Regions from separate parts of the Mus musculus genome. Here all the other regions are linked to region 1. The links are chromatin contacts, called in public promoter capture Hi-C maps. All regions are on one chromosome and are shown on one strand. The core of a region is the stretch at or near the end of the contact, and the rest is flanking DNA. Distances in the headings are between cores, read along the strand shown.

Region 1 (4,271 bases), core at 597-3,096:
AATGGTCAAGCAGGTAAAAGCTTTTGCATGGGAGTTGTGTGTAGAATCCAAACAGTCTTTTAGGTGTGTGCCAATCTTAGCTGTGCAGCAGACTGAAATGTGCTGATAGAAACCTCAACCTTGCATTCAAACATCCACAAAAGAGCTACAGCCATGAACTTATAGTGAAATAACACAGCACTTAAGGAATTTCTTGCAAAAAGGAGGTCAGGAGAGAATATTAAAACTAAGCACAGGACTAGCCCTTTGTGACTATTTGCATTTTAGGTAACATTCCTAAAGAAAAGAGTTGGCAGTTGGAAAGATAAGACAAAAAGTCCAGACTTATTTGAAGCAAAAGCAAAGCCCAAATTAACTCTTTCTTATGGTGTAAATGAAAGAATAATTCCATTTCAGGTGGTCAGTATAATTAAGAAATCTTATTCCTAAGGAGTATTTTATGGAAAAGACATAATTTTAGGGCATCTAGAAGCTTAAAGCAGCAGGGGAAGGAGAAATATGGCCTTTTGTCCAACAGCAAGTTGGGCTGTGTAGGATTCTAATAGAAAAAGACATTTAGACTCAGCCTGAGACCTAAAAGGTCACCTGGTTTAATCCCTACTTAATATCTTTAATGTACCTGTCATTCTTGTTTCAAGTGTGAGGTCATCTCAGATACCTGTTAGTGCAGCAGGGCATAAATTATAAACAAAATTGTTAGCTGCCTGGAAGGCCTGGAAAGTTCCTCTCTGTGTCCCAAAGGGAGAAATGACTTTCAAGGGCCACATGATCACTGAGTGAATATCCACGAATCCTTTCTGCACTTTTCTCAAGGACTTCCAAAAAGAGTATACAGAGATGAATCAATATTTATTGGATGCCCAAATTATAAGCATCCAAGTACTTTAATCATGTTTACAAAGATAAAAATAATTTGAATTTTCAGCCCTGACTTTTTATGTGAGGTTTTACCACTTAGGGCTTTGGAAAGGTATTTAGGTTCTTTGTACTTGTGTTTGTTTCTCCCGCATTAAAAAAAGTATACCATCGCATACTTTACTGAGTTGAAGGCTAAAGCATAGATTATCAAGTTCAGGTAAGACACTCAGTAGTTGGTAACTATTGTTACCATTCTTCCAGAGGGCCACTAATTAGGTATAATGAAAGAACGTGGGAACGGAAGTTGAAACCGCCATTCACCAGCTGTGTAACACTGTGCCTGGCGATCAATCATCAGGCAGTGTGAAGAGGTTATAAGGATAGGTAACTGTCTCAAAATTAAGAGAGACTTGTAAACAAGCACTTCTATTACAAAGTGAAGAGCGCTGCAACCTAGTTCGGCCCCAAGAGCTTGGTGGCCGGGTGCTAACCTCAGTTTGGGAGGAGCAAAAGAGATGACAACAGATCTGCTGCTCAAAGCGTCTGACACTGTTGTTGTGAATAATGAGTGATGGACGAGGAGGGTTCTACCCTCCTGGGTCTGGACCTGAGCGGCCAGAGCCCGGGCCCGGCTCCTCCACAGCGGGCGGTGGTGCTGGGGACCTTCCCTCAGGTGCCGACCCCCAGCTGCGCCGCCCGTAACCGACAGGCCCGGCCGGCCGCCTCCGCCCCCACTCGCCGCGCCACGGCGGAAGTGGCAGCCGGAGCGGACGGCGGGTGTCGAGAGGGGAGGGCGGGGGGAGACCGTGCGCAGCGGCCGGAGGCCGTGGGGTGGCGGGCCCGCCGGGGGTCTCACCTGCAGCGGGGAGGGTCCTCCAACACCAGCACGCGGCAAGAGCAAGATGGCTGCCTCAGCTGAGACAGAGAAAGACCGCGGCGGCAGCGGCGGCGGCGGCGGGAGAGGCCCACGTGACGCACGGCCCCGCCTCGACCGCGGGAGGGAGGCGGGGTGGGGGTGGGTACGGCAACTGCGCGCCTGCCTCCCGACTACAAAGCCCAGCATGCCTCGCGCACCTCACTATTCTGATTGGCGGCCGGGCTGCTTCCTGGAGGAGGCGGCGGTCCCCTTGGCGTCCCATTGTGTCTGCGCTTACCTTTTGTCTTGGATTTAACAGAAGGGTGGTGTGGGGTCTAGTTCGGGTTGTACACCTTGGATGTCCTTCACTAAGCATTGAGCTCTAATGGACTCTCATCAGGAGGGAAAGTCGGCAGTTGACTTGTTAGGTAGTAACTCGACCCAATACAAAAAGCAACAGACTTAACGGAAAGAAGCTTTACACTTTACGTGCTTGAGATGACTTATGTCCCAGTTCCCTCGGACTACCTCTTCAGTTGTGCAATAAAAGGCCCCAAGCATGGTTTTCTTGGACCTTATGTCAGTTGGTTGCATCATGCCTGAGTGGAAGTCCTGCGAATGCGAGTGGGGGTGGGGGGAAGGGTCCAGCGCTTCTCCAAAGTGCTTGCCTGCAAGACACAGACGCGTGCACAGCGAAACGGGCTTACCGAGTCTCTTTGGAATCCCAAACAGAAATCTAACAATGAAATGCTGTTGTCCAGTATTTTTAACTTGTGCGAGGGGGCGGGAAATTCCAAGCCCTCTGTTGTGATAGGCTGATCTCAAAGATAATAATTTGCATTTTGAATATTTAGTGTAGTGGTCCATTGGAGGGAGGGGCTAGGCTAGAGGTCAGACGTAATTAACAACGGTTTTCCTGAACCTTTCCCCAGCCCTCACCAATTCGGGCCACCTCATCCGGCTGTTTCTTTAAGCCTGGATATCAAGGACTTAGGGAAAGCAAACTCGAGATGTACTCCCACATCCTTCTACGTGATCTGCACCTTTAAACTTACTCCATTCCAAAGCGGACCCTCGAGGCACCGCCCACATCCGTCTAACATCACTTCCTTCAGTGTTTGGCTAGGAAAAAAAAAAAAAAAAAAAAATCTGGGAATCCGAGGGGTTGGGCTGAACGGCGATAAGGGGGCAGAGCGGAGCTTCTGCTGGAAATCCTGTTCCCTCAATCCGGTGGCTCTGTGCAACTACCACCGTGGAGATGTCGCTTCGTTTCGGGGCCACCTGTTTGCTGAGCTTCAGTTTCCTGCTCCTCATCACTTCTTCAGACGGACGCACTGGGCTTGGAAAGGGTCAGACCTCATTCTTACCGTAATCTTTACGGACCCCGGGCCTTCTTAACACTTTATTTTCTCACTGTATCTTAGGCCACTTTAGATTCCTTTTTATCTTCCCCAACTGCTTTTGTGGATTTCTCGGGGTCAGGAGTACCAGGTCCGGGAGAGGGTTTAAGAGAAGGAAGTTGTACTTGAGGGCGCTCTTAATTCTTGGGATTGAGAAGATATGGCCCTTAAATTAGGACTAGGTTGTTTAAGAGTCCATTCATGTGTCATGTTAGGCGCTTGGGACGCCTCCAGGAACCGTCACCTTCCCGCCAGAAGAAATAGGTCGCTTGGGAAGCCCTCAGGAACCGTCACCTTTCCGCCAGAAGAAAAAGGGTCGCTGGTGACCTGTAGTGGTCGCTTGAGTCTGAAGATTCCTCACCACGTTCCCCCGTACCCCCAAGACCCGGTTCCCTATTCCCCCAAGAGATGCAGAAAAAAGAGCAAATGAAAGGTAGACCTTTTGCTAGGTCACCAACAGTTGGTTTTGGTGTGGCTCAGCTAGTGTGTTGGAAGAAACTGATTTCTTTAGAGCGATGGATCAGTGGTTATCAATGAAGGTTAGGAAGTAAGGACCCCCAACTCCGTGTATTACCAGCCCTATTTCTAAACTTGAACACCTTCTCATCAGTTGGGTTTTTTGTTTGTTTGTTTTGGCAGCTGAATTGACTAACTGGTTGAGTTATAAATGGATTCCAGCCCTGCTTTGGATGGTTTGTGTTATGACCTTTACTGTATGGGATTTTTCTGATGCTGGTGGTGTGTGTGTGCTTCAGTGTGGTGTCTGCCCGCCTGTTTTCTGGTACACATGACTAGGCCATAAGAGGATATTGGGTGTTTTCCTCTTCTGCTTGTTCTCCACCTTATGAAACAGCCTCATTGAATTTGAGTTCACCATTTAGGCTAGAGGAGCCCTGTGTGTGTGCGCGTGTGTGTGTTTAGGTAAATGTGTGGCCCAAGGAGGCCAGAAAAGGGTGTCAGTCCCCCTGGAGGTGGAGGTGCAGGCAGTTGTGATCTGCCTCTAACATGGGAACTGAACTTGAGTCCACTGAAGAGCAGCAGGTTCTTTTCTGGTCCCAGCCCCTATTTGTTTGTTTGTTTGGTTGGTTTTTTGAGACAGGGTTTCTCTATAGCCCTGGCTGTCCTGGAACTCACTCTGTAGACCAGGCTGGCCTGGA
Region 2 (4,271 bases), core at 898-3,397, 910 kb before region 1:
CCCTAATGGCAAATACACATCAGAAACGAAGTTCTGCCTGACCTCAAGGTTAGGGCTCCTTGCCAAGTGTGACATCGAGAGAGAGTATATTTTACTAGCTCGGAATTGCTGACACAGAAAGTCTCTCATCTAACTCCCACTTCACGATGAAGCACCAGGAACGTCGGCTGCTCCATGAGAGCATACAGTAGTAGGGTGGATTGGTTTGTTTTTTGTTTGTTGGTTTTGTTTTTGGAGGAAAGGGGCTCGTTGGCTTTTTTCCCAAGACAGGTTCTAAAATGTAGCTCTGGCTATCCTGGAACTCACAATATAGATGAGGCAGGCCTTGAACTCACAGCCAGCCTCCACCTTCTGAATGCTAAGATTAAAGGTATGCACTACTACCCTTGACTAGTGATAGTATTTATAATTCCAGGAACCTGCCACTACACCTGACAAGCAATATTATTTATACTTCCAGGATCTTACAGACGTTTGTGCTGTGGACAAGACTAAACTATGTTGAATATTCTTACAGTTTTCCAATTCTAAACTACCGACAGTCCACCTGATCTTAAACCTGGGTAAGGCACAGGCCTGCCTGAAAGTCAGTGCCCATCTGACTCAGCAAATGAAAACTCTCTTTCCCAAGCCCTCACCTTTCCCCTACATATTAATGCAGCTCACACAGGCTGTCTGGAGAAGCCAGGTCACACCCTCATCCTGCAATAGCAAAGTCCCTTTCTCTTTCCCCCTCCGTCCTGCTGAATTCAGATAACCTCACTGTAGCTGGTCTCACACATAAGCACACTGGGTTCTTGCTGAGAAGGCACGGTGGGCAGATGACACTGGGTTAAATAACTGCTGGACACGGAGGAAAACAAACCCCACAGCAGGGAACAATACCATGGTACAATGTGTGTCTTTTCCCGGATGGAGCAGGAAGGATCACTGGCAGCTGGGCCAGGACAGTGAGGGGGATTTGAAACAGGTTTGGAGCTTGGTTTGGGAAATAAACAATGAATGCAAAGACAATTTAGGTTTGGCTTAGAGTGAAGGTAATTTCTATTCTGGCAACCTAGAACAAAGCTGAGAGATCAACGAGAAAACTAGACTCCAGATTTAAGGAAGTACTGGGTATTGGGGACAGGGGGTGACGGACATGGAGGAACACTTATTAGGGCTGTTTGAATAGGTCAGGTAGTGTGGGTGAGGTGTTGGGGACCACCCGAAAGAGTGCTGAGGAAGGTTTGGTGGGTATGAAAAAGTTCTAGGTTAAGGCTGACCTTAGAAGATGGAGCAGAAGATGGAGAATGCTAAAATGAGGATAAAGATGTGCTTGCAGCAACGATGGGACACTACCAGAACAGGTACTGGAAGAGGAGTGGGCTGGGTGTTCTCAGCAACAGGTAAAGGTGAATAGGGGACACTGACCCGAGGGAGACCCATGTTAGGAACTGGCTATCCTCCCTCAATGGGGGTGCCCTATATCTTTAATCTCAGCACTCTACAGGCAGAAGCAAGAGGATCTCTAATAGGCCATCCTGGTCTACAGAGCTAGTTCTAGGGCACACAAACCCTCAAAACAAAACAAGGAATTGACCACCCTAGTAGAAAGGATTCGGGTGATTTTCAGGCATTAAGTGTGTAGGGCTCAGGATAGCTGTCTGAAAGATTAATGGAGCGGGCAGGAGTTTGTAGGATTCAAGATGAACTTGTAGACGGGAGGGTTGCGGAGGAGACTTTAAAGTTTCTGAATCTTCTGAGCCAGGGAATTTTCAAAGTCTCAGGCTTTCCAAGCTGGGGAATGTGACTGCCTCCAGGGCCGGAGGTTCAGGGCAAGTCCTAAGCACCAGGAGTCGGGTCTGGGCCGGGGCCAGGAGGCTGGGCTCACCTGGGCAGGCTGTCCTGGTAGTGCATGGTGGGTACGATGCTGTGCTGCAGATACTCGGCGGGCCCCGAGACAGCACTTAAGGGCCGACTAGGGGCTCCCAGGACAAGCGAGGGGCACCGGGGCCAGTCACGCAACAGCAGGCGCGGCATCATCGTCCCGGGCGGCAATGGCGGCTTGAGGACGCGGTGGCTGAGGGAGTTCCCGAGCAAGCAGGCCGCTGCCCTCAGGCCCGGGACACCCGTAGAGACTTAACGTCCAGTTCAACTCCGCCCACAGGGGCACTTCCGGGCACCGATAGGCGGTGGCCCCGCCCACACTTGGCCTCTCCCAGAGCCCGCCCACATCGTGGCCACGCCCAAGAGGCGGCCACGCCCACCTGGGCCGGAAGCGGTCTCTAAACTATAGTAAGCCCAGCTTCTTGCCCGAAGGTGGCAGGCATGTAACTCTGAAGCTAACCTCTTTTCCTTTCACAGAACTGGATAGAAATCAAAAGTAGAGAAAAAAGAAACGCTGAAACTTGGCATTTGGCAGACCTATCCTTGTCAAGGCTTGGTCTCTAGAGACCAAGAACATTTCAAACCTTTGTCTTCTAAGTAGAGAACAAGATCAACAAACGCCTCCACAGTTCTAGATTTACTGAACAATAGTCATACTTATTTCACCAATATAATTTGTTAGGCAGAATACTTTACTCATACTAGGTCCGTGTAGCATTCCCCAAGCCTGAAGTCTTTGAAGTGTGTGGCTTCGCGGGGCGGGGGGGGGTGGGGGTGGGGTGGGGTGGGGGGGGGATAGGGAACTTTCGGGATAGCATTTGAAATGTAAAGAAAATATCTAATAAAAATATTATTAAAAATGTATAACTGGAAATTGGGGGTGCATGCCTGTAATCTGAAGGAGAGGCAGAGGCAGAGTGTCAAGAATTCTAGCCTATATTCAGCTACATAGCGAGTTGGAAGCCATCCTGGGCTACACGGGACTGTGTCTTAATCAAAACAAGAGGAAGGAAGGAAAAAGAATGTACAGGAACCAGAAATGAGCATCCTTTTTCAGATTGAATATTTCAAAGGAAAAAAACAAAACAGGTTCCCTACCAAGAGGAAACCCTTGTCCTCTAGTTCTGGGTGTCTTTTAGCCTCAGTCCACCGTAGGAGGCTACCTGTCAGCACACATGGGTCCTGAAGTCCCAAACTTTTCAGGAATTCAAAGATTCTTGAACGTGAACATCCCCATCCATCGCTAAACCACCACAGGCAAGCAACATATACCATACCCCTCTGGTCTCTGCCTCATCTGTAGCTAAAGAAGTAATAGGTTCTGCTACCACTTATTTTACATAGTGAATTATTCTCACTTGAAGCACAACAGAATTCCATTCTGGAAACACAACCTTCCTTTAGCTCCAGCTGTCTGTCAGGACCCTGTAGATCTGAAGCAGCCAAGTACATTTTGTCTGTTCCATAAGTAGGTAGGCAGAGCCATGAGCTGGAACACATCCCAAAGGGCACTGGATTTGGAGTTCAGGGGACCTGAGTTTGTTTCTCGGGCTCTGTCCTTATTTAGATGACCAGCAGTTAAACAGGAAACTCACTTACCAGCTCCATACTGAAGAACTTTTCTTCATTGACTGAAGAGCTAAGCACAGAATTCAAAGCTAGTGGGAACCAGGGATGTAACTCAGTGGGCAGGGTGTTTGCCTAGCATGCATGAAACCCTAGGTTTGATCCCTAGTATCACATAAACCAACCAAATATGGTGGTGCATGCCTGTAATCCCAGCACTGGGAAGGTGGAGGCCTGAGAATTGATTCGATGTTGACGGGTGGGATGGCTCAGGGAGTAAGGTCCTTGGCACTGATGATGATCTGAGTTAAGTCCCTGAGACACAATGGTGGAAAAGGAGAACAGACTTGTGAAGGATGTCCTCTGACCTCCACACACAACATAATAAAATGGCAATTTTAAAACAAAATTTTAAAAATACCAAACTTCTAATTTTCCTCCCTTGAGAACAGACCTATCTGGCCCAAATTCAAAGTATCAGAATCTCTTGTCTGTACTGTAGAGTGTCATAGGAAGAATATAAAATCCTTTCTGAAAAAGTTCATTTGTCAGGCCAGGAATGCTGGCCTTTAATCCCAGCCCTTGGGAAGCAGAGGGAAACGATTCTGTGTGAGTTCGAGGCCAGCCTGGTCTACAGAGTGAGTTCCAGGATATCCAGGGCTACACAGAGAAACTGTCTCAAAAACAAAAGATCAGTTGTCTCCAAATCCTAGTAGTTTTCAAAACCTTGAAACCTGTGGGGATACTGTCGTCCCTTGAGTGGCGCACCACAAAAGTGACTGAGCCACAAAAGCCATCAAAGTGAACGTTCTTAGAAACAAGAGACTTTAACTAGA
Region 3 (4,271 bases), core at 1,228-3,727, 760 kb before region 1:
GCCTGGCAGTGGCAAGGATGAGCTAGCCAGCAGCCATGTATGGTGGGTGTCTCAGCATCACTTTCCACTAAAGGAAACCAAGACTCCTTGGAGAAATGACGGGGCTAGGCATGGGCCATAGAAAGGACAAGAGGGGCTGCGGACATGGACCCAGATGTGGTTCCCACATCAGGCAGCTTAGAACCACCTATGTAATCCCAGCTTGGGGGGGGGGGGGGGCTGGTGCCTTCACTTACTGCATAGCCAAGCCCAAAAGCACATAAATACTAAAAACTGTAAAAACAAAGTGGAAGAAGAGATTGGAGTAACTTCTCGAGCCAGAAAAGAGAGAAAGGAAGGCCTACACAGACTCGGGGACACAGGGTCACCTTGAGAGGGTCCCCACTGGCCAAACCAGGGGCAGTCACTGCAACAAAATAATTGATACTAAAGGACTGTGATCTCAAGGATAAAATAAGGCCTTGTGACTTCATGCAGTGTATATGAATACACTTAAAGACAGGAAAAGGAGGGAAATTTCTTCCTTAGAGCAGAATATCATCAATGGGAGCTAAAATTAAGAGTGCCTCTATAATTTGCCTTTTTATGATCTCACTGGCAAACTACAGAGGCAGCAAACAGAGCAGGGGTTGCAAGATGGGCAGAGTAAGGGCTGCTGGAAACCTACACAAAGAAATAAAGAGCTGGCTGGGCGAATGCTTTTAATCCCAGGACTTGGGAGGCAGACGCAGGTGGATTCATGAGTTTGAGGCCAGCCTGGTTCACACAGAGTTCCAGGACAGTGTTACATAGTGAGACCCTGTCTCAGCAGAGAGAAAAAGAACCAAAGGACTAGGGAAGCGGGTCATAGAATCATTGTGGACCTCACCTATGGTGGAAATTATACATTGCACCTTTTACATGTGAGAACTTGCAGGCACATACTAAAATGGTGAAGCAAGAAACTCACTGCCTCTAATACAAAGCTAGCCTGGTCTGGTCTAAGGTGTGAGACTGCTTAAAAAAAAAAAAAAAGGCTGTGGACAAACTTCCTAATTTTACTCTAAAGAAAACGAAATATCTATGACAATTATACTGACTGTGTTGGCTTTTCATAGCTTGATTATTTTTCCCCTAAGGGGTTTCATCTCAAGTGTGAACTGCATGGTGTTCCAGGGTCATCAGCATAGAACTGATGAATCAGATTGAGGAAGAAACAAGATGAGCCCTCTAAGGACTGCAAAAGAGCATGGGTATTTGAAAGAAGAAACTCTTAAGTTTAAGATGTTATCTTAATGTTTGAAACAAAAACAAAATTCTGGGCAGAAAAAGAAGAGTGAGACCAGAGAGAGGAAAAACCATCCCGAAGTTTGTAAAAGTTAAAGACTATATAGTAGATAGTGGCCCCTATCCTTTGTAGGACAAACTGTATAAGAAAACGATTAAGTAATCACCAGGAATTTCAAGAGAAAAGGAGCACATTCGTGTTAAAAAGTTACAGGGTGGTTAAAGGAGGAAAGACATAGCTAGCCAAGGATAATCAACTCAGAACACACCAGACCTCCAAACAGACCCTGAGGTGGTTCACTGCGAAAGGCTCATCATGAAAGAGAATAATTAAAGCAAGAGGAAAAAAAGATTTTGTGGACTAAGAAAGATTCTCTGGTGTAAGATAACAGGGGCAAGGAGCCAGTGGAGGGAATGCTAGGAAGATTCAAGAGGGTATACATAGTAGCTAGTACAGGTGGTTGGAAACCACGCACACAGAGGAACGCTGGGCCTTGGAAAAGGAGGAAGAGAACCCGGAGAGGCTGCAAGGAAAACAGGAATCCCAGAAGGCTGGGACAAGAGGTAACGACAGAGGCAGAGACTGCAAAGACAGGAAGCAAGCAAGCCCCTGGAATTCCAACAGCAACGAGGGCTTGATTCAGAAACACATTTTCCAGGTTCCAATGGCACATGTAGTTGGTGGCTTTCTCTGACAGCAGCCAGAAGCCAAGGAGAAAGCCAACTGTGAGAAAGGCAAGCAAAAGGTGACTAGTCTACATTCCGCAGGCTTGTGGGCCAGCACTCCTGGCTTCGCTGCCTCTTTCTGAACAAATTTTCCTAAGGTTGTCTCGGCTTAAAAACTAAGTCTTAACTTTTAAAACCACGTTAACGAAGTTATGTCATACTTTCCCTTAAATGCTTAATATGTGGTTGGGGTTTGGTTTTTGTTGTTGTTGTTGTTGTTTGTTTTTTTTAATATGCAAGCGTCACTTATTGTAAAGCATGAGGACAAAAGTGACAGAACTTAGAATGTCACTTACCTGGCAGCTTCGGGAAAACCCATCCTGTAGAGGGTGACAACCACAGCTCCTCCGAGGCCTAGATTGTGCTGCAGAGCCACCTTTGCCCCGGGAACCTGCCTCTTTCCGGCTTCGCCTCTCAGCTGCCAGCAGAGCTCCGCGCACTGAGCCAGACCTGGCGAGTCGAGCACAGAGCGTCCCGGGCCGCGTTAGAGCGCAGACTCCGCCCACCCGCGCCAGCGAGCCGCTAGTTGGGACTTCCCGCCAAAGCCACGCACGCCTGCAGAGCTTAAAGCCCAAGATTCACAGCTAGTTCCCACGCTAAGAGAATTAGCATTTAAGAAAGACTCGAGTTCAGGAAATCAACACTTGCATTTTCAACCCATTTTTTTCCGGGTGTGTTGAAATGGAAAACACAGTGTCTAGTGGTGCACACTTTTAAACCCTGCACTCAGAAGACAGGCAGGCGGATCTCTTGAGAGTTCAAGGCCAGCCTGGTCTACAGTTTGAGTTCCAGGACAGCCAATGCCACAGCAAGATTCTGTCTCAAATAAATAAATAAATAAAATAAAATAAAAAGTGAAAGAAAATTTTGAGATGGGACATTTTGAAAAAGCAATGAGATCAAATTGAACTCAAGATGCTTGTGATATGAAGTGGGAAAATGAGGTGGGCGTAGGGAATGATCTACAACACTAAAAATATTTGAAGTAGTCATAAGGAATTCTTATTTTATATTTACTTAAAATACATGTAATACATATAAGTGTATTTGCATACATACATATGTATATACACTTTGTTTAAGTGATGCCATACCACTTGGGGTAATAGTGCCCGTTCCAGGAGCCACAGACTATCTAATAAAAAGCCCTGTGCCATGCATGAATTGTTTGGTCCAGGGAGATCAAGCTTGATTTCATCCCAGAAGTCAAAGGTAAGTGTCTATTGCGAAAGATAGCACACACACTTGAACACAGGACTCGAGAAGTCGAGCTGGAACTAATCCAAAAGCCTCCTGGGGCCTAGCTTTCATAGTACCAGAAGGTGCTATGCTATGCAAGCTGGAAGTGGGAGGAGGGCCAGGATCAACAGACCTAATCACCTGTGGTGCCTATGAGCCACAGAAATGATATCTCTACACAGCAAGATATCTCTAAAGGTTCAATAAAGACATGTAGTCCCTCCCACCTCTACCCCTCTGTGTAGCCTTGTCTGTCCTGGAACTAGTTCTGTAGACCAGGCTGGCCTAGAACTCACAGAGATCTGCCTGCCTCCCCAAAGTGCTCAGATTAAAAGCATGCACTACCAGTGCCCAGCTGACCTTTATATCTTGATGGTAAATATACACACTCACACATAATTAAAAATAAACCAAGGTGGGGTTGGGGGGAGACATGCTTTTAACCCCAGCACTCAGGAGGCAGAGGCAGGCAAATCTATGTTTGAGGCCATCTTGATCTACAGAGTGAGTTCCAGAACAGCCAGGGCTACACAGAGAAGCCCTGTCTTGAATAAACAAACAAATGAATAAAATAAATACATAAGTGAAATTAAAATAAATCTTGCAAAAGACTTAAATTAAATATGAGGGTGTGACAACCCTGGAGGGCAGACTCTGGCAAATGGAAGATGCTTCCATCACACCCCTGAGCATCTGTGACAGACTTTCATAGAGAAATGGTTCCATAGAAGAGAGAAATGAATAAATGATATAAATTTATTTTATATCATTTCTTAAATGATAATAAATGAACCAAAGAAGAAACAAAAGAAGAACACAGCAGCAAGGCAGTGCACACACTGCAGCTAGCTGGTGTGCTCAGTCTGTCCGCCTGGCCCAACCCTCATTTATCTTTTTTCTGGAAGACTTTGGTACCCAGGGCCTTCTATATCCTAAACAAGTCAAGCACAGTATCCTACCGTAAAGCAACAGCACCCGTACCCTGACACACTGCCTTCCTTCCTCCTCCCCCAACACAACATCTAGCTCTTCTATTTTCT
Region 4 (4,271 bases), core at 1,127-3,626, 720 kb before region 1:
CATTTTTTCAATCTTCCTTGCTTAACTAAAAATGTCAAACTCTCCTTTTTTCTCTCTCTTTCTTCTTTTTTGTTTGTTTATGTGGGTTTTTAAAAATCTGTCTTTAATCCCAGTATTCGGAAAGCAGAGGCAGACAGATCTCTGTGAGTTCAAGGCCAGCTGGGTTTACAGAGTGAGTTCCAAGACAGCCCAGGCTACACAGTGAAACCCTGTCTCAAAAAATATAATAAATAAATAAATATATATTTTTTATTTATAAAAATTATATTATATATGATACAAATACTATATTTATAAAATAAATATCTTCAGTTTGTTAGTGTGTAAGTATGTGTGTATATGTGTAGGGGGCACACTCATACTAAGTGAGGGCAAGGGGCCAAACTCTGACTGTCAAGCCTTTCACACACTGGCCATCTTTGCTGACCCTTGCTCTTTGGTTAAAGTAAGGTCTTACAAAAGCTAGGCTGGCTCTGAACTTGCTATGTAAACTTGAGGACAGCTTTGAACTTCTGATTCTCCTGTCTCTACCCTCTGAATGCTGGAACAATGGGTGGACATCACCATGCCTGGTGTATGCAGACTAGGGATAGAACCCAGGGCTTCATGCATGTTTGGCAAGCAGTCTACCGAGTGAGTCATGTCCCCTGCCCAATCTTGCTTTTATTCATTTTTGTCACGGTCACCCTCACATATAACACATAGCACATGTACTGCATATATGCTTAAATGATGAAACCATCTTTAATTCCTTTTTCTCTTCCCTAAGGAATATTAATATCCCCTTCACCTCCACCTCCCAACTAGAAAAAAATTAAACATATCTTTTTTTTTTTTTCAGAAACTATGCTTTTTCTATACAGCCCATATAAACAGACATTAAGCAATCATGGGAAGACACTTTAAAATGGAACAACATACTAGCAGGGCATGGGGATCAGGGACACTTGCAGGTTCAGAGGGGGGGGGGCAGTTTGAGAGACTGAATCAGAAGTTTAAAGCCAGCCAGGGCCATATAAGATACTTTTTTAAAAAAAAATCTAGAGAATATTCTGGAAAGTTTTACTGCCCACCTACTTACTATATGAGAAGCTCCCCCTCTGAGAAACAGTGGGATGCCCTTTAAGTTTTAGAACATATTAGTCAACTTTTCTATTTACATGTTTTGAATAAATTATTTGTTTTCACCTGTTACTAAGATAATGTAAAATTTGGGTTTTGTTTTTTTTTTTTACAGTACAAAAAGATTCTTCACAGTAACTCTTTCACCAGTAAATCCATTTAATATCAATCATCTAACATTCACTGTCATTAGGCACGAGTGATTTATCACTGTGAGTGATACAGCAGTAAATAATTGTGGTACCCACCCTGTAGCAATACATTAGGAGAATATAGTCATCTGAACAAAGAATCCCAGTGCATCAAAGTAAATTAGAGCTAAGCTCAAGGCTCTAGAGGTAAGAAAGACAAGATAGGGCTGGCGAGATGGCTCAACGGGTAAGAGAACTGACTGCTCTTCTGAAAGTCCTGGGTTCAAATCCCAGCAACCACATGTTTGTTTGTTTTGTTTTGTTTGTCGGTTTGGTTTGCTTTGTTTTGTGAAACAAGGTCTTGATATGATTCAGACTCGCAGCAGTTCTCCTGGCTGCATCTCCTAAAGCTCATACTAGAGATGTGAACCACCCGGCCGGCCTACTCGGGATTTAGAATCTAAGGAAGTGTGAGATTTGTGCTGTGTTGGGGGCTCCTTCACAGACTAAAAAGCTAGAATAAGCAAACAGGAAGGCGAATAAAAAAATGACTGAGAGGGGCTGGCGAGATGGCTCAGTGGTTAAGAGCACCGACTGCTTTTCCGAAGGTCCGGAGTTCAAATCCCAGCAACCACATGGTGGCTCACAACCATCCGTAACGAAATCTGATGCCCTCTTCTGGAGTATCTGAGGACAGCTACAATGTACTTACTTACATGTACTTACATATAATAAATAAATAAATCTTTAAAAAAAAAAAAAATGACTGAGAGAACAAGCCCAAGATACTGAGACCCTAGTGACAGCATCATACACCCTCAGGTCGCCTCTCTGGAGGGAAAGGTCAGAGGGACAGCAGCGCAGACTGTGACCGTCCCCTTGCCGCGCTTCCCTGTCGCCTCGGACTGCGGGGAATAACAGAGGCAGATCTCTCGCTGCTCACAACTCTGTTTACCTTGGTCATGCCAACGCCGACCACGAACACCCGGCGCAGGCGCGGAGATTTCAAAGCGACAGAAGGCATGGCTCCAGCAGCGAAGGTCTCCTACAGACTGAGGCTTTGCAGAACCAAAGCCGGGTCGGGTCCGATTATCCCAACCCCAGGCGTCGGGGGCGGGGCCGCAGCGTCAGGGGCGGGGCCGAGTTACGGGAACCGACCGGAGGAGGCAGGGTAGAGGATGTACGCATGCGTGGCGATCCTAGAGCCAAGTCCTTTATGGGTTCTTTTGACCTACTGTGTTAGACTCAGGCAAAGTTTCTCAAGGAGGCCTCGGTTTCTGTGCTTCCTCTTTTTACAGTGAGAGAGGGAAGGCCTAAAATGGAAGCTCTGGCCTCAGAGGAAACTCAGAATCCTGTGGGGATTCTCTAGAGTGTTAGAGACGTTCTGTATGTGTGAGAGTAGTTACAACACGCAGTATATGAGCAAAAAGCACGATGTACACTAATAAAGTCAGAATTCTATGTGCGGATAAGATGTTTTTTAAAAATTAAGTCAGATCAGGGCTTAGTGGTTCACACCTTTAATATCTCCACACGAGAGGAAGAGGCAGGCAGATCTCTGCCAAAAATGGTACAAAGACCAAAATCCATCAAAGACCTGGTCCATAGTTCCAGGAAACAGGAAAGTCTCTAAATGTGGTAACCTTACGTTTTGGCTTCCGTAGTTCTGTTTCTTGCTAATTGAAGTGTGCCAACCAGAATGTGGGTTTCCATGATTGGACAAGTATCCTCTGTAGCCAGGAGCCATCAATACGAAGTTTGTTCTCAGCCTTAAGAGTGTCTGTGTCGGGCTGGAAAGATGGCTCAGCGGTTAAGAGCACTGACTGTTCTTAAAGGTACTGAGTTCAAATCCCAGCAACCACGTGGTGGTTCACAACCATCCGAAATGCGATCTGATGCCCTCTTCTGGGGTGTCTGAAGACAGCTACAGTCATAAATAAATAAATAAATAAATAAATAGGAAAAAAAGGTATATATTACTATCCCCTAAACTTAAAAAAAAAAAAAAAAAAAAAAGAGTGTCTGTGTCTCTATTACTATCCCCTTTAAAAGAAAAAAAAAAAGAGTTTCTGTGTCTGAGCTGGCGAGATGGCTCAGCGGGTAAGAACACTGCTCTTCTGAAGGTCCTGAGTTGAGATCTGACGCCCTCTTCTGGTGTGTCTGAAGACAGCTACAGTGCACTTATGTATAATAATAAATAAATCTTAAAAAAAAAAAAAAAAACAGACTGTCTGTGTGCTGTTCTCTGGTGGACATGCCTCAAAACAAATTCAAGTCCAGCCTGGAATCATCTGCAAAGTGAGACCCTGTCTCAAAAAAAAAAAAAAAAAAAAAGAAGAAGAAGAAGAAGAAGTTATAATGTGCATGGGGGGGGCTAACTTGCTCTGTAGACCAGGCTGGCCTCACATACAGAAATCCGCCTGTCTCTGCCTCCCAAGAGCTGGGATTAAAGACTTGGGCCATTACTGCCCAGCAACTATGCATATTTTTTTGTAACAGCCAGTCAAGCATAATCCGATCGGTCAGACCATGTCTGGTAAAGCGACTGCTCGTCTGTTACTATTTCTTTACTGTCCTTCCATTGTTCTAGCTGTAAATATTGTCCATGTTCGAAAGCTGAGCTCCCTGAGCCTCTTTTGATTATGAATAATGCCTATCTTATGTGTGAATTATTTCTTATGTGGCAGAGCAACACTTGGGAAAGCAAGCAGATCCTAACACTTGGGAAAGCAGAGGCAGGTGGCTGGCTATCTATGAGTTTAAGGTCAGCCTGGTCTACACAGCCAGTTCCAGGACAGACAAAGCTATGTAGAAAGCCCCTGTCTCCAAAAAAAAAAAAAAAATCAGATTTATCCTTCAACTTAACTGATTGGAAGTTCTTTTAACCTGCCGATTGTTATTTGAAGAGTCTGTATTTGTGGGCTAGCCTACTCACCTTTGTTTGTAACTCTACAATCAACATGTGAGATGATGAACGGTATGTTTCCCAAAGCCATCCTTTCATCTGTGGACAGACTA
Region 5 (4,271 bases), core at 1,262-3,761, 640 kb after region 1:
ACCTCCAAATGTCAGCAATCCTCCTGACTCAGCCTTCCAAGTACTAAGATGACAGATATGAGCCACCATGCAAAGCTAAATATTTCTTTTTATGGTCTCATATTTTAAAGTAACTATTTTCTTGCAATTCATAGTAATTTTGCATATCAGTATTTGGGTCATTCATTTCAGGAAAAGGCAACCACAATACAATTTCCATTGTCAAAAATAACATTCCAAAAAAGTACTGGTAAAATACCAAAAGCCATCATTATGATCTAGTCCTTTTGGAAAGGACAAAAATATAGTTCCCATAACTCTAAAATTACGGTAAGAATAACAGAAAGCAGCAAGTCAGATATCCAATTTTCCTAGAAAGAGGCTAAGGAACATAGATTTGGGGGAGAAGTTTGCTCATGTCACCTACATAAATTCATTCTAGAGGAGCTATCCAGTGGAGAGGAAAACAGTTAAGATAGCCTGAAAAATGGGCCCAACTCTGGAGGCTGAGGCAGGAGGACAGAATGTTTGTCTGTCTGGTCAACTTCCTGAGTCACTGTCTAACAATAAGTTTTTTTTTTTTTTTTTTTTTTAAACAGCAGAGTTATAGTTCTATAGTGGTGTTTTGCTAGAATGCATAGGGTTCTCAGTTTAATTCCTGTTACTGATTATGGATAATATTCATATTCCATTTAGTATTAGGTATTGCTCCTGAAGCAATTTAAATATGTTGGGAGAAATGGGCCACATAAATATAGCCAATACTTAATTTTTATAGGACAGAAATTGCATGAAATATTGACGACAAAGCTTCTATTCTTCATTTATCTCAGTTATTGAGTATCTACTATGAGTCAGATGCTAGAGTATAAAAGCACCTGGAAACTGTCCCAAATTCAGCTTGTACAAGGGGAGGAGAACACATATGTCAAGGGTGAGACACACAACTACCTAAACAAAGATACTGCACTAAATTATTTTAGGTCTGGTACTGCTTGTAAGTGTAGAAGGTACATGGGGGACGTATCCAGGAATTCGGGGAAGAAGGGTGGGTAATGTCAGTACTTTAGATACTTGAGCTGAGTCCTTAAAGAGGATTAAATGTTCACCTGGGCAACCTTGGGGGAAGGGCTCTTAGCATAAAGATCACCTGGAGCAAAGACAAAACTATCAACAGCCTGGTTTGGTTAAAATAGAGGCTTTTGCCAGGCTATCGTAAAGATGGGACTTGACTAACATGAGGGGGTCAGAAAATCAGCTCATATGATCAATTTTTTGCCACGTGATGAGAAACTGGTTTACACAGGATTGAGAAAACACTACACTAGATAATGATGTCACCACATAAAATCAAAGGAGACTGCACAGTTAGAAAACTAAACTCTCTTCAGGAAAATATTAAAGAACTGTATTAAAGCCCACCTGAGAAGTTTACTCAATGTATCATTTAGAAAGACCCATTCAGGAGTCTTTGATAAAGAGGACTTTAAGTAACAGATGGCATTTCCCAAGTCAGGTTGAAAGGTCTCTCAAGTTCAAGATAATCAAATTTTAATTAAGCCAACTTATTTAAAAGATGTGTCACAGGGGTGGAGCTTAAAATTACCACATATGTATATATAAACAAGTAACTCTTTATGAAGCTGAGGCCAAAATCGCCACTTGGAATTCTACCTCCCAAGTAGATGGTAAAAAAGACATTCTACCAGAGCCAATTAACAAAAGAGTGGGGAGGATCATAAACGAAAACACAAATATAAGGGGGGAGGGGGTGACAAGCTACGCAAAACCCGTAATCCTCTTGGCAGTCTGATGAGGAAATCACACAACTCAGACATAAAGGCAGGAAAACCATGTCATCCTCAACTCCACAAGCTAAACTACTAGGCACCGAAGGGGATAAGATCACACACTCGATTCCTGAACTCAAGGACAGAAGACCGTCCTCAACCCGTGCCCAAGGGGATGCCCAGAAGGACCCTTTTCCATTTGGGAACCGGGCAGCAGACACCCTCAAGGCCAGCCCTGAAGGGGTCAACGCCACCCCCCCCCCACCCACCCCCGGTCTAGGCCGTGGAGGCCAAGGGCAGAGGGCCCGAGCCGCCTCCTCTCGCACGCCGACACACACCCTCCCTACCTGATATGGCGGCGGCGGCTCCTGATCTGGCTCCGTCCCCTCGCCAAAGCTAGCCCGGTCGGACTGAGACTCGTGAAGCAGGGAGATGTCATCCGAAGTCGGGGATTTGAGGCAGTTCCCCATCTTCCGGGGCTGGGGTGTATGCTTGAGATCTGCGGGAGGAAGAAAGCTGTGACCCGGTCTCTCGCACGCTCGGCGGTGAGCTCGCTCGGCGCCGCGGGGTCCAAGGCGGCAGGCCCGGGGCTCAGGCGGCGGCTCCCCCGCGCCCCGGCGCCACCGAGGGGCCGCTCATGCCAGCCCCCGGGACAGGGGGCGCGAGGCTAGGCCGCGGGCTGCGCCGGGGTCGCGTCTGGAACCTGAGGGGGGCGGGGGCGGGAAGACTGAGCGCTTCCCCACCCCGCCCCCCGCGGGGCGGCGGCGGCCACGGGCTGCTGGGCCTAATCCAGGTCAGGAGGGGGGGGCGCGGCCGTCTCGGTTGCCTCAGCTGCTGCCTCAGCTGCTGTTGCCCCTGCCGACGCTGGAGCCGCGGCCCGGGGCCTCATCCTACTCCGCCTCGGCGCGGCGGCGGTGGCCAGAACGAGGCTGGCCAGGCCTACGTCATGCCGCCGTGCGTGCTCCGGCCCCGCCCCGGGCGCGCGCGTCCGACTCCTGGACTGCGTGGCTGGGCTCTGAGTTTAAGGTCCAGGCTGTGTGGCTGTTGGTCTCCCGACCATCTGCCTCCGGCGCCCCCTGTATGTCCCGGCTGCAGCCAGCTTGCGGACTTACCTTACCTTACCTGCGCGGTGTCCTCAGACTGTTCACGCTGTCTGCCGGGTTGATGTCTGTAAGCACGGATCTGAATGGACCAGGCAGATAGCTGAGGTGTTTAGCTTCCTTCTCCTTTATCCTTTAAGAATAAAGTCCAAACTCATGTGATGAACACGCCCTACCCTCCCAACATCACAGCCATGAGATTATCGGATTGCCCATTTCTTCCCAATCCCACCTCCCTAATTCAAGCCTCTCAAACTAACATTTGCCGTTGATTCTCAGTCTCTCTGTGTTCATCATTGTCCCCTACCTCCATACCCTTTGAATGATTGAGGATATATATATATGTATTGGGAAGGCATATATATATATATGCCTTCCCAATACTACCCACAGAATAATCTTAAGAAATCTCTTGCCGAGCAGTAGTGGCGCACACCTTTAATCCCAGCACTTGGGAGGCAGAGGCAGGCAGATTTCTGAGTTCGAGGCTAGCCTGGTCTACAGAGTGAGTTCCAGGACAGCCAGGGATACACATAGAAACCCTGTCTCGAAAAACAAAACAAAACGAAACGGGAAAAAAAAAAAAAACGGAAAGAAGAAATCTCTAATCTCATTCAAAATACTGCCCCTCTTTTATAAATTCTAAATCCCAAAATGGCCAAAGTGCTTCTAGTCCTCTCAAAGACTGTTCTCGCTGGCTGAGATTTCCACAGACAGACAGTATTCCTGACCTCTTACCTCTCGCTGGGCTAATCATTATCCTCACCAGTCCTTCGTGGACTCCATTTCATTTCCCTTGAAAATCTTTTTCTGCTTCTCCAGTCTGGGTTAGTCACCTACTCAGAGTTCCCAGTCAGGGCCTTTCTGTCAGGTTGATCAAGCTGAGTTCTCTGTCCCTTCCCTGTGTAAGGCCTGGCATGTTGCCTAAGGTAGTAGAGTCTTTCCTTGGCTGAATGAACAAATGCTCAAACAGCATATGCAAAGGGAAGAACAAGAAGAGAGTGTTCTCCACAGCCATTTTTTTTTAATCAAGAAGGCAAGAAGTTGACTTTGATCTCCAGTTTTATTCACCATTGACTGATTTATTGTTATTTACAGGCCCTATGTTAGAGCGACTGATTCATAAAACCTGACTTTTTTCTTGAAAGATCCTGGGTTTACCTGCAACAACAAACAAAGTCTTAGAGGGTCCCCTCCCCTGATGTTTGTAGAAAACTCTGTTTATTTCGTTTGGGTGAGGGTCAGAAGGGATTTTTGATAGATACTACTGTGTTTAATGAGTAAATCCCAAACATTTTCCCTTTAAATCCCAATTCCACAAAATCACTATCAAAGTGAGGTCAAACTCTATGTTCAAAGCAGGGGGTCTTAACTAGGCATGCCTTTAATCTCAGCACTCTGG
Region 6 (4,271 bases), core at 956-3,455, 620 kb before region 1:
ATATCAGAGCAATAGAATTTGCGTTTTGGCTCACTTCTAAGCTGAAACACTGAGTTCAATACATATGGCAGAACAGAACAGACTCCAAATGGTCATCTGACCTCCATAAATGTGTGCAAGGCACACACATTACAAAGAATCCACAAAAAAAATTACAGGTCCAAACCTATAATCCTACCACTTGTGACTTAGAGACGGGATGATCAGGAGTCAAGGTCACCCTCAGCTACATAAAGAGCTAGAGGCCAGTCGAGAGCATAGAAGTCAAAAACAATTAAAAAAATTACACATCATGTAAGCAAAATAAGGGGAATTATAAAGATATTACCCACAACTATTAAAATAAAAAAGGTGTATATCGGGGGCTGGAGAGATGGCTCAGTGGTTAAGAGCGCCGACTGCTCTTCCGAGAAAGTCCTGAGCTCAAATCCCAGCAACCACATGGTGGCTCACAACCATCCATAATGAGATCTGATGCCCTCTTCTCATGTGTCTGAAGACAGCTAGCTACAGTGTACTTACATATAATAAAGACATCTTTAAAAAAAAGTTGTATATGTTGGAAGATAATAACCAGAAAAATTACAGATACCATATATACACTAAAAAGATAATTTAAGGCTGGGTGGTGGTGGCACACACTTTTAATCCCAGCACTTGGGAGGCAGAGGCAGGTGGATTTCTGAGTTCAAGGTCAGCTTGGTCTACAGAATGAGTTTCAAGACAGCCAGGGCTACACAGAGAAACCCTGTCTCGAAAAAGAAAAAAAAACTCCATGAAGATTTCAAATTCCAATAAATTTGATAAACCGAATGAAGTAGAGAATACATTTCTTGATAGATATTACCAAAGCAAAATCTGTTATAGTTCTGGGAATGCTGTCCCCCCCCCCCCCCCACTTCTTTTTTTCCACTTTGGACAGTTTCTCTGTGTAGCTTTGGCTTCCTGGAACTCACTCTGTAGACTAGGTTGGCCTCAAACTAACTCCTGAGTGCTGGGATTAAAGACGTGTCCCACCATGGCTCAGCAAATGTTGTCTCCTTTTATAAATATGGAGATATACAAAGAACTAACTTTATTAACTCCCAAAAAATACATAGGCATATGAGTTAAAACCTGCAAGGCCCGAGGAGTAGCTCACTTGGTAAGACGCTTGTCTTGTAAGCAGGGACAAGCAGAAAGAAGCTGGGTCCCCTGTCACTTGCTTGTAATTGTAACCCCAGTATTGTTGAGAATGCAAGGCCAGCCTGAGTTACTTAGTGAGTTCCAGACCAGCCTGATCTTGGGTGGAATTTTATTTCCAGAATAAAATTAAAATAGGGGCTAAGGAGATGGCTCAGAGGTTAAAAGAGGGCACAGGGTTCTTCTAGAGGCCGAAACTCTGTTCCCAGCACCCACATCTGCCTGTCACCGGTGTATTTTTCGCTGTCCCCCACCCCACCCCCGCCAGGTACTGAGCATCCAAGATCACTAAGTTCTAGTGTAGACCCAGTCACCCTCGGGCTCGCCGCCTTCCGCACTCGGTTCCTGGGGCAGGTGGGTGGGCGACTTAGGGGAGCCGCTGCGTGGGGCGCTAAGAGGAGGCGGCTCGGGGCCCTGAGGAGAGGGGCGGGTCTGTGCTTGCTGAGGTGAGGCCATCTGAAGGGAGCGGGCTGAGGAGACCGGGCGGGCTGGAGGTCTGAGGAGAGGAGCGGGGCTAGCCTGAGGGGGTGGCGCCTGCGCGCAGCGGGGGGCTCAGTATGGCTGGGGTTCGAACTCGGGCGCCTTCCTCAGCAGCGCAGCGAACAGGAACCCCGCGAGGGCTGGACGCGGCGTCCACGGAGCCTGGAGCCCGGAGCCCGGGCCGGCCTGCCGGCGACTTCCAGGGAACCGTCACGCCCAACTCGCCGCCCGCCCGCCCGCCCGGAGGAGGCCGCCCCGCACCAGCCCGCCCGCCCGCGGGCCGCGCTGCACGACGGGCGGACGCCCCGGAGCCCGGACGGCGGCCACACTCACCTGCACCAAGCAGTGGCCCTGCGCGTCCTGCTGGGCGTCGGGCAGGACGAGGGCCCGCGGCCACAGCAACGGATGCAAGAAATGGACCATGACGCCGACGCCGCCCACGCGAGCCCGGCCGCCGACGTCGCGCCCCGGCGCCCCGGAGGAGAGCGCAGGAAGGTCGCCCGGCACGGGAGGAGAGCTCAGGAAGGTCGGCCGGCGTTTGAATGGCCGCCCCACGCCGCGCACAGGTCCGCCGCGACCCCGCCCCCGCCGCACGCCCAATGGTCCTCGCTCTCCAGCCTCAGCCACCCAACTCCTATTCACTCCTCGGAGGCCGAGCGCCCTGAGACCCACGCTGCCGAGGGCGTTCGCATAGCACGCACAGCGTTCCTCATTGTACATTTTTATTTTGTTTCTTCTTTTTATGGGGGGGTATTTTGTGGGGGGGGGGTGTTTTTTTGTTTGTTTGTTTTTTGTTTGGTTGGTTTTGGTTTTGAAATAAGGTTTCTCTGTGTAGCCCTGGCTGGTCCTAGAACTCCAAGTTCATAGACGTCCACCGGCCTCTGCCTCCAAAGTACTGGTATTAAAGAAGTAGCCACCCACCAGGGCTTGATTTTTTTTTTTTTTTTTTTTTTTGAGTTAGATAAGGAATCTAGAGCGCATTGTAGGCCAGGGCTCTACCACGTGCCAGATTTTTAAGTGCTTTAAACAAATTAAAAAGCATTTTCAAAGGCTTTGCCCCAGATACCAGTCACGTTTTGACTCCTTGATGAGGATTAACGGTACAAAATATTTCTAGAGGCTGCTAACCTGGTTGGAAGGGGACAGAGTGCAGTGTTAACGTCTGCTTACACACACGACACGCACACACAATAAAATTTCAAAAACAAAACACAGCACCTATTTTTATAAGAGCACAGGGAAGTGGAAACAGGATCAAAGGTTGAAGGTTTTCTTCTGAAAACTAGTTTGAAACTAACCTCAGCCCCCATTACTTTAAGACCATCTTATTTAACATACAACTATTGCTCGGATCCAGGCCAATGCTGTTAAGAGACCTAGACAGACAGGTGAAAGGCAGAGACAGAGAGCCCAATCTCTTGGATTGCTGGGGGTATCTGAAGCCTAATTTTTATCAACTACATGTAAGATCAGGTGAGAGCACACAGGCAGAAACCAGGATTGCTAAAGATAAGGTTTGTACTCAGGCACTTCCCAGGCTCGTGCTAGATGAAGGAATTCAAATGTTAAAATTAGTTTTCAAGAACAAAGGACCAGGCTACGCTTCCCTCAGCGGTCTGTTTTCTTGTTCACCAGCCTGGAATTTGCATTATAGCTGAAGATGACCTTGAACTGATTCTTCCACTTCCACCTCCCAAGGTGCAAGGTGAGTTGTATACAGCTGTCCTTGAAAGTAACTACAAAGCTAGCGATGCGGGGGCGTGGCTGCTAGCCATGTGGGGGCGTGGCTGTTAGACCACTCACTCCGCACACTGCAAGAACAGAATTTTAGGAATGAGAACAAGCCATTGCGGAAACTGAAGGTTAGAAGTAAGAGCCAGGATGAAGGGATTTTACCTGGGAAAGCATGGGCCTTTGATCCCAGCACTCGAGGGAGGCAGAGGCAGATTGAACTCTGTGAGTTCTGGACTGGGTAGGGCCAAAATAAATCAAAGACTCATTATTCAAATTTGTGATTTAAGTTGGCATGGCGGTGGTGAACGTCTGCAATCTCAGAATTTGGGAGACACAAGAGTCAGGAGTGCTGGCCCAAAACCTAAATATATCGCATTTGAAAGACTGTCTGGATTTCTGTTCTTAAAGTTTATTTTACAGTTATATATGTGTATGTTATGTCTTTTGTTTGTGGCAGGGTTTTGTTACTGCTGGTGTGTGTGTGTGTCTATGTCTGTGTGTGTGTATGTGTCTATGTCTGTGTGTGTGTCTTTGTGTCCTGCATACACAGTAGGACCTGGGGGTCAAATTCAGGTTGTGAGGTAAATGCAGCCAGTGTTTTACCCACTGAAACCCCAGGACTTTATTCTGACATTGTTTTTCTATTTATTGTTGGTCATTTAAAAAGTAAACAGCCAGGTGTAGTGGTGCACGCCTTTAATCCTAGCACTTGCAAGGCAGAAGCAGGTGGATTTCTGAGTTCGAGGCCAGCCTGGTCTACAGAGTGAGTTCCAGGACAGCCAGGGCTACACAGAGAAACCCTGTCTCAAAAAACCAAGCGTGCCCCCCCACCCCCTCCAAAAAGAAAGAGTTTAGTGGCACACATCTTTAATCCT
Region 7 (4,271 bases), core at 1,019-3,518, 530 kb before region 1:
CTATGCTCCAAAGTTCATAAAAATTTCTGTTTATTAGCTAGCCAGCTGATGGTATTTTATTATAGCAACCTAAATGGACTAAGACAGTATCTTTCTCACCACACAAGCTATTACACCTCCTATTTCTTCCATCCTTCCAGGTAGTAAACATGTCATCCTTCACTACAAATCTTTTTCCCCCAGAGAACAGTTTCTCTGTGCAGCCCTGGCTCTTCTGGAACTCTATAGACTAGGCTGACCCCAGGGATCCATCTGTCTCTGCCTCCCCAGTGCTGGGCCTAGAGGAGCACCTGACTTTCACAGCCGATCTTAAATCTCTTCCCAGTCACACTTAAAGTGAAGTTTTCTTCTTCTTTCCCAAATGAGCCACATAAATTCTATTCATCTTTTAGGCCCAGCTCAAATCACGCCTTTGACTCCCCATCCTTTGAATAACTCATTCAGTCTCCGTGGAAAGGCCTGCATTTCCAAAAGTCTAACAGCCTGGTACCTTCTCCAGCAGGATGGCTCTCTAGTCTGAAAAGAATCATCACTACATCTTATTCTACTCCTTTTTGCACCAAAAGACGCTTCAACTCACCCTGAGTAGTCTGCAAGGTGCCTCAAATTTCAGTGGAAGACTGCACTTGACAGGTGGGGAAATGAGATCATAAATCAAACCATTCAAGAGTCTACCTGACCTGGGCACTGGGAACTCAGGGAATTAAGTAAGGCCCAGTTGTTTCCAGACTCTGACTCTCCTTGGGAAGGAACAGAACAGCACACAGTAACAGTGGAACAAGTGAGAGGCAGTCACTGGGAAAAGACAATGGAGGATCAGCAGAGTCAGGGAGCGAGGGAGTGTTTCCCGGTTAAACACCAGACGGTAGGTTACCTTCCTAAAAGTCAGATGGAGGGAAATACAACCTAGGAACTTATGATTATCAACAAGTCTTTTTGACTAGAATGTATTATTTCCTCCCAGAGATCAACATTTATTTTGTATAGGATAGAACAATGCTTTCAATATATACACAGCAAAACGCGGATAACACTTAAAAATGGGACTGTAGTCACAGCCATTTTGAAGCAGAGGAAAATTTGCAAAGAAAGGGTTTCTCCAAGAAAGGACAGAAAGGACAGGACAAATACAACCTTTCGGAGGAAGGTATTCGAAAGACTGTCACAATCTGACTGCCAGGCTGATATTCAGACCTCAAATGCCCTTGGTCTCTGCCTCCTAACAAAAACAAATCATGTGCTCTGAGCAACAACTGTCAAGCCTGCAAATTACAAAAGATTTTTAATTTCCCTAACGGTAACTCCACATGAAAACACATTCAAAATAAAAATGTAACAACCCTTTTTGGCTATTTCTGTCAAAAGGCCTGATAATCACATAAGGCTACAGGATGTACTCTGTAACACACCCCACTCAGGTTTTTGCAATGACACTAAGTAGTAAAGCTTCCAGACTATTCTTCCATACCGCCAATCTCCCCTCACTTCCCCACTCCAAAACAGAACGGAGAAAGAAAGGTTACTAATCTGTATGTACCCGCCCAACAGCTCCCGGGTAGCAATTGCCTTCCAATTGCTCCTGCTTAGCCCTCTGAAACCTGCACAAGGAAATGGGGACAGATGTGTGAGCCGGCGACGGAGGACATCCGACAAGGGGCAGAGGAAATGCGGATGGTCGAGGACCAAGGGGAAGAGGGGGCGCCGGAGATAAAATGGTGAAGAGGGTCGAGGAGGGAAAGGAAGCAAAGTGTGGGAAGGAAAAGTGGGGGGTGGGGGTGACTAACGACCATAGAGGAGAAAGGTTAAAATGGTTGAGGAGAAAGGGGAGGGTTAAAGACAGGGAAGGGGGGACGAGGAGAATGCGAAGGAGGCTGTCACCGGGGGACAAAAGGGTGTCACCGGAAAGAAGGGGGATTAAGGGATGTCTCCCAAAGAGGTTTGCTCCTACTGGTGGATGGGGAACGCGAGCCGGAGGAGACAGAGGGAGGGTGCAGGAAGAAGGGTGAGACGGCTGCCCGGCGTCCTCGGGCCACCCTGCGGGGGGTGGGGGGCAGGCCGCGCTAGCTCACCATGGCTGCGTGGGCCTGGTCCTCCGGCATGCAGCCTCGGTCCTGCGTGCGGTGGCAGGCGGAGCCCGAGCCCGCCGCTAAGATCAGCCGGCTCGGGGGCTCCAGGAGGCTCGGGTCAGGCAGCGGCTCCGGGCTGGGCCCAGGCCTCGGCCTCGCTCTTCTGAACTACAGCAGCCGCTGCCGCAACCTGACCGAAACACAGACTCCGCCTCGCTCGCCGCGCCTGCTGCGCCCCGCCCCCCCGCACGAGGTCCCGCCCCTCTCCCTGAGCCTACCGCGCCCTGCCCCTTAGAAGTCCCGCCCCTCTCTCCCTTGCATGTCTCGCCCCGCCCCAAAGTGGTCCCGCCCCCTGAAGACCCCGCCCCGTCCCGGCGTAGACTCCATTCTCAAACGCCAGCCCTTAAAGGGGCCAACGCCCTCTGACGAGGCTGTAGTCTTTCCGTTTGGAAGAGCTTTAAATCTTACCTCCAGAAGACTGCAGCGCTTACCCTCATTCTTCAAAACTTAACTTCTGATTCATAGTCATTAATTTTTTTTTTTAGTCATTAATTTTTGTTGTCAACGTTCTTAGTGATTTTAGCATTCTGTTACATGATGTTGTTTTGCTGTTGTTTTCGTTTTGTTTTGTGAGAAAGAGTCCCTCCACATAGCATATGTTAGGCAAGTATTCTGCCTGCTACTGCGTCACATCCTCGGGCCCCACAATCTCAATTTTGACTATGGAGCTTTCCCTCTTTAACCTGCTTTTCTTTTTTCTTTTTAAAGATTTATTTATTATTATATCCAAGTACACTGTAGCTGTCTTCAGACAGCACAGAATAGGGCATCAGATCTCATTACAGATGGTTGTGAGCCACCATGTGGTTGCTGGGATTTGAACTCAGGAAGAGGGGTCAGTGCTCTTAACCGATGAGCCATCTCTTGGCTGCCTTCTTTTGATCTTATGTAAATGGTGTTTAGCTATGCTATATTTTTCCACCCTCTAGGTAGCTACTTCAAGTCCCTCTTCTCAGGCCTCCGATATTTCCTTCTTCATGCTCATTTAACTAATCATTTTTGCCTTCAAATCACTGACAAAGTAAATGGACAAAACAGAACATCTATATAAGTTTCCATCACTGACAGTGACTTCCAGACTACCTATAACTCCACTTGTATACTTTTTCCTTTCTGTAGCCCAGGCTAGCCTTCACTATGTAGTCCAGGTATGCTTCAACTCTCCATTTCTCTGCTGTGGTGGTTTGAATAGGTATGGCCCCCATAGACTCCTGTGTTTGAATGCCTGGCCCATGGTGGTTGGTGATACTAGGAAGAGTAGCCTTGTTAGAGGAAGTGTGTCACTGTTTCTCCAGAGCGCACACTTCTGGAGACCTAACCCCCTAGCCTCTTGCCACTGGACCATCTTCCATTTTAATCACTATCAAGTATACAGGTCAGGCAGGATTAAGTACTGGTGAAGCCATCGCCAAACAGGCACTCCAGAAGGCTGCCACTTGATTGTTTCCATCGTGTTTGTGGTAGTGGGAATTAACTACAAGGCTTTGCACATGCTGTGCAAGTGTTCTCCTCTTGGGCAACATCCTCAGTTGTTCAGACTCTGCCGCTCTTGCAAAACTGAATGTCTATCCCTATATTCTTTCTCACTGTCCCTTGGCAAGTACTGTGCTACCTTTTGTTGGAGGTTGCAGCAGTGCTGGGTATTAAGTTGATGACCTCACACACGCTATGCAAGCTCTCTACTACTGAGACACACCCAAAGCTAGCATAGTCCTGATTTTTAATCTCTGTGGATTTGATTACTCTAGTGATGGTTGTTTGGTGGGAGGCTGTGTATTGTGATGCTAAATTCTGTACTAATTCTCTCATTTACCAGCGTTTGTTGTGCAAACCTTGTTCCTTAACTTAAAGCTATTGGTTAAGTAAAAATGGTACAACCAATTACTGGAGGGATTAGAGGTAGGCAAGTTTTGAGTTACCTGGCTGATTGATGTTTGCAGAGAGAGAGAGAGAGAGAGAGAGAGAGAGAGAGAGAGAGAGAGAGAGAGAGAGAGGAGAAGAATGAGAGGGAAGAGACAGACAGAGAGAGACAGAGAGAGAGACATAGAGAGAGAGAGAGAAGGAGGAGGAGGAGGAGGAAGAAAAGGAGAAGGAAGAAGGGGGGTGCTGGAGAGATGGCTCAGTGGTTAGGAACACTGACTGTTC

The links. Promoter capture Hi-C pulls out the DNA fragments that hold promoters and counts their contacts. Capture Hi-C pulls out chosen DNA fragments and counts their contacts.
Region 2: a contact with region 1 is called in a promoter capture Hi-C map of liver, with 4 times the contacts expected there. The contact joins the promoter of Cpt2 here to the promoter of Btf3l4 in region 1. A contact is called at or near these places in 3 of 39 promoter capture datasets (erythroid cells, neutrophils and pre-B cells), 1 of 115 datasets of contacts at active chromatin or transcription factors (bone marrow-derived macrophages) and 3 of 9 other capture datasets (adipose tissue, liver and pancreatic islet).
Region 3: a contact with region 1 is called in a promoter capture Hi-C map of pre-B cells, with 3 times the contacts expected there. The contact joins the enhancer-like site here to the promoter of Btf3l4 in region 1. A contact is called at or near these places in 4 of 39 promoter capture datasets (the C10 cell line, liver, neutrophils and 1 more) and 1 of 115 datasets of contacts at active chromatin or transcription factors (embryonic stem cells).
Region 4: a contact with region 1 is called in a promoter capture Hi-C map of pancreatic islet. The contact joins the promoter of Scp2 here to the promoter of Btf3l4 in region 1. A contact is called at or near these places in 1 of 39 promoter capture datasets (pre-B cells) and 3 of 9 other capture datasets (adipose tissue, liver and pancreatic islet).
Region 5: a promoter capture Hi-C map of pre-B cells shows a contact between it and region 1, with 3 times the contacts expected there. The contact joins the promoter of Rnf11 here to the promoter of Btf3l4 in region 1. A contact is called at or near these places in 3 of 39 promoter capture datasets (3T3-L1-derived adipocytes, erythroid cells and pre-B cells), 3 of 484 Hi-C or Micro-C datasets (CD4 T cells, embryonic stem cells and neutrophils), 1 of 115 datasets of contacts at active chromatin or transcription factors (bone marrow-derived macrophages) and 3 of 9 other capture datasets (adipose tissue, liver and macrophages).
Region 6: a contact with region 1 is called in a promoter capture Hi-C map of liver, with 3 times the contacts expected there. The contact joins the promoter of Zyg11a here to the promoter of Btf3l4 in region 1. A contact is called at or near these places in 7 of 39 promoter capture datasets (3T3-L1-derived adipocytes, embryonic stem cells, hippocampal neurons and 3 more).
Region 7: a promoter capture Hi-C map of liver shows a contact between it and region 1, with 2.7 times the contacts expected there. The contact joins the promoter of Zyg11b here to the promoter of Btf3l4 in region 1. A contact is called at or near these places in 9 of 39 promoter capture datasets (the C10 cell line, cranial neural crest, hippocampal neurons and 6 more), 2 of 115 datasets of contacts at active chromatin or transcription factors (bone marrow-derived macrophages and pro-B cells) and 3 of 9 other capture datasets (adipose tissue, liver and pancreatic islet).

The regions. Positions count from the first base shown.
Region 1 is chr4:108,831,794-108,836,064 of GRCm38.p6, forward strand. It overlaps Btf3l4 (basic transcription factor 3-like 4), which reads right to left and starts at 1,847. Exons shown (of 6, transcript NM_027453.3): 1 at 1,715-1,847. Txndc12 (thioredoxin domain containing 12 (endoplasmic reticulum)) reads left to right here and starts at 2,885. Exons shown (of 7, transcript NM_025334.3): 1 at 2,885-3,063. The coding sequence starts at 2,973.
Region 2 is chr4:107,921,442-107,925,712 of GRCm38.p6, forward strand. It overlaps Cpt2 (carnitine palmitoyltransferase 2), which reads right to left and starts at 2,148. Exons shown (of 5, transcript NM_009949.2): 1 at 1,874-2,148. The coding sequence starts at 2,025.
Region 3 is chr4:108,068,969-108,073,239 of GRCm38.p6, forward strand. Scp2 (sterol carrier protein 2, liver) reads right to left here. Exons shown (of 16, transcript NM_011327.4): 12 at 2,289-2,442. Among named protein-coding and RNA genes, the nearest start is that of Mir6397, 16 kb to the right of the region's middle. Within about 2 kb of position 2,478, at least 364 of the 459 cell types and tissues checked have an H3K27ac peak or open chromatin away from gene starts, as enhancers often do. A contact at or near this core is called in liver, neutrophils and pre-B cells, where this site is marked.
Region 4 is chr4:108,116,171-108,120,441 of GRCm38.p6, forward strand. Scp2 (sterol carrier protein 2, liver) reads right to left here and starts at 2,377. Exons shown (of 16, transcript NM_011327.4): 1 at 2,209-2,377. The coding sequence starts at 2,277.
Region 5 is chr4:109,473,994-109,478,264 of GRCm38.p6, forward strand. It overlaps Rnf11 (ring finger protein 11), which reads right to left and starts at 2,512. Exons shown (of 3, transcript NM_013876.3): 1 at 2,117-2,512. The coding sequence starts at 2,239.
Region 6 is chr4:108,215,838-108,220,108 of GRCm38.p6, forward strand. It overlaps Zyg11a (zyg-11 family member A, cell cycle regulator), which reads right to left and starts at 2,206. Exons shown (of 14, transcript NM_001167936.3): 1 at 1,996-2,206. The coding sequence starts at 2,085.
Region 7 is chr4:108,298,822-108,303,092 of GRCm38.p6, forward strand. Zyg11b (zyg-ll family member B, cell cycle regulator) reads right to left here and starts at 2,269. Exons shown (of 14, transcript NM_001033634.3): 1 at 2,070-2,269. The coding sequence starts at 2,099.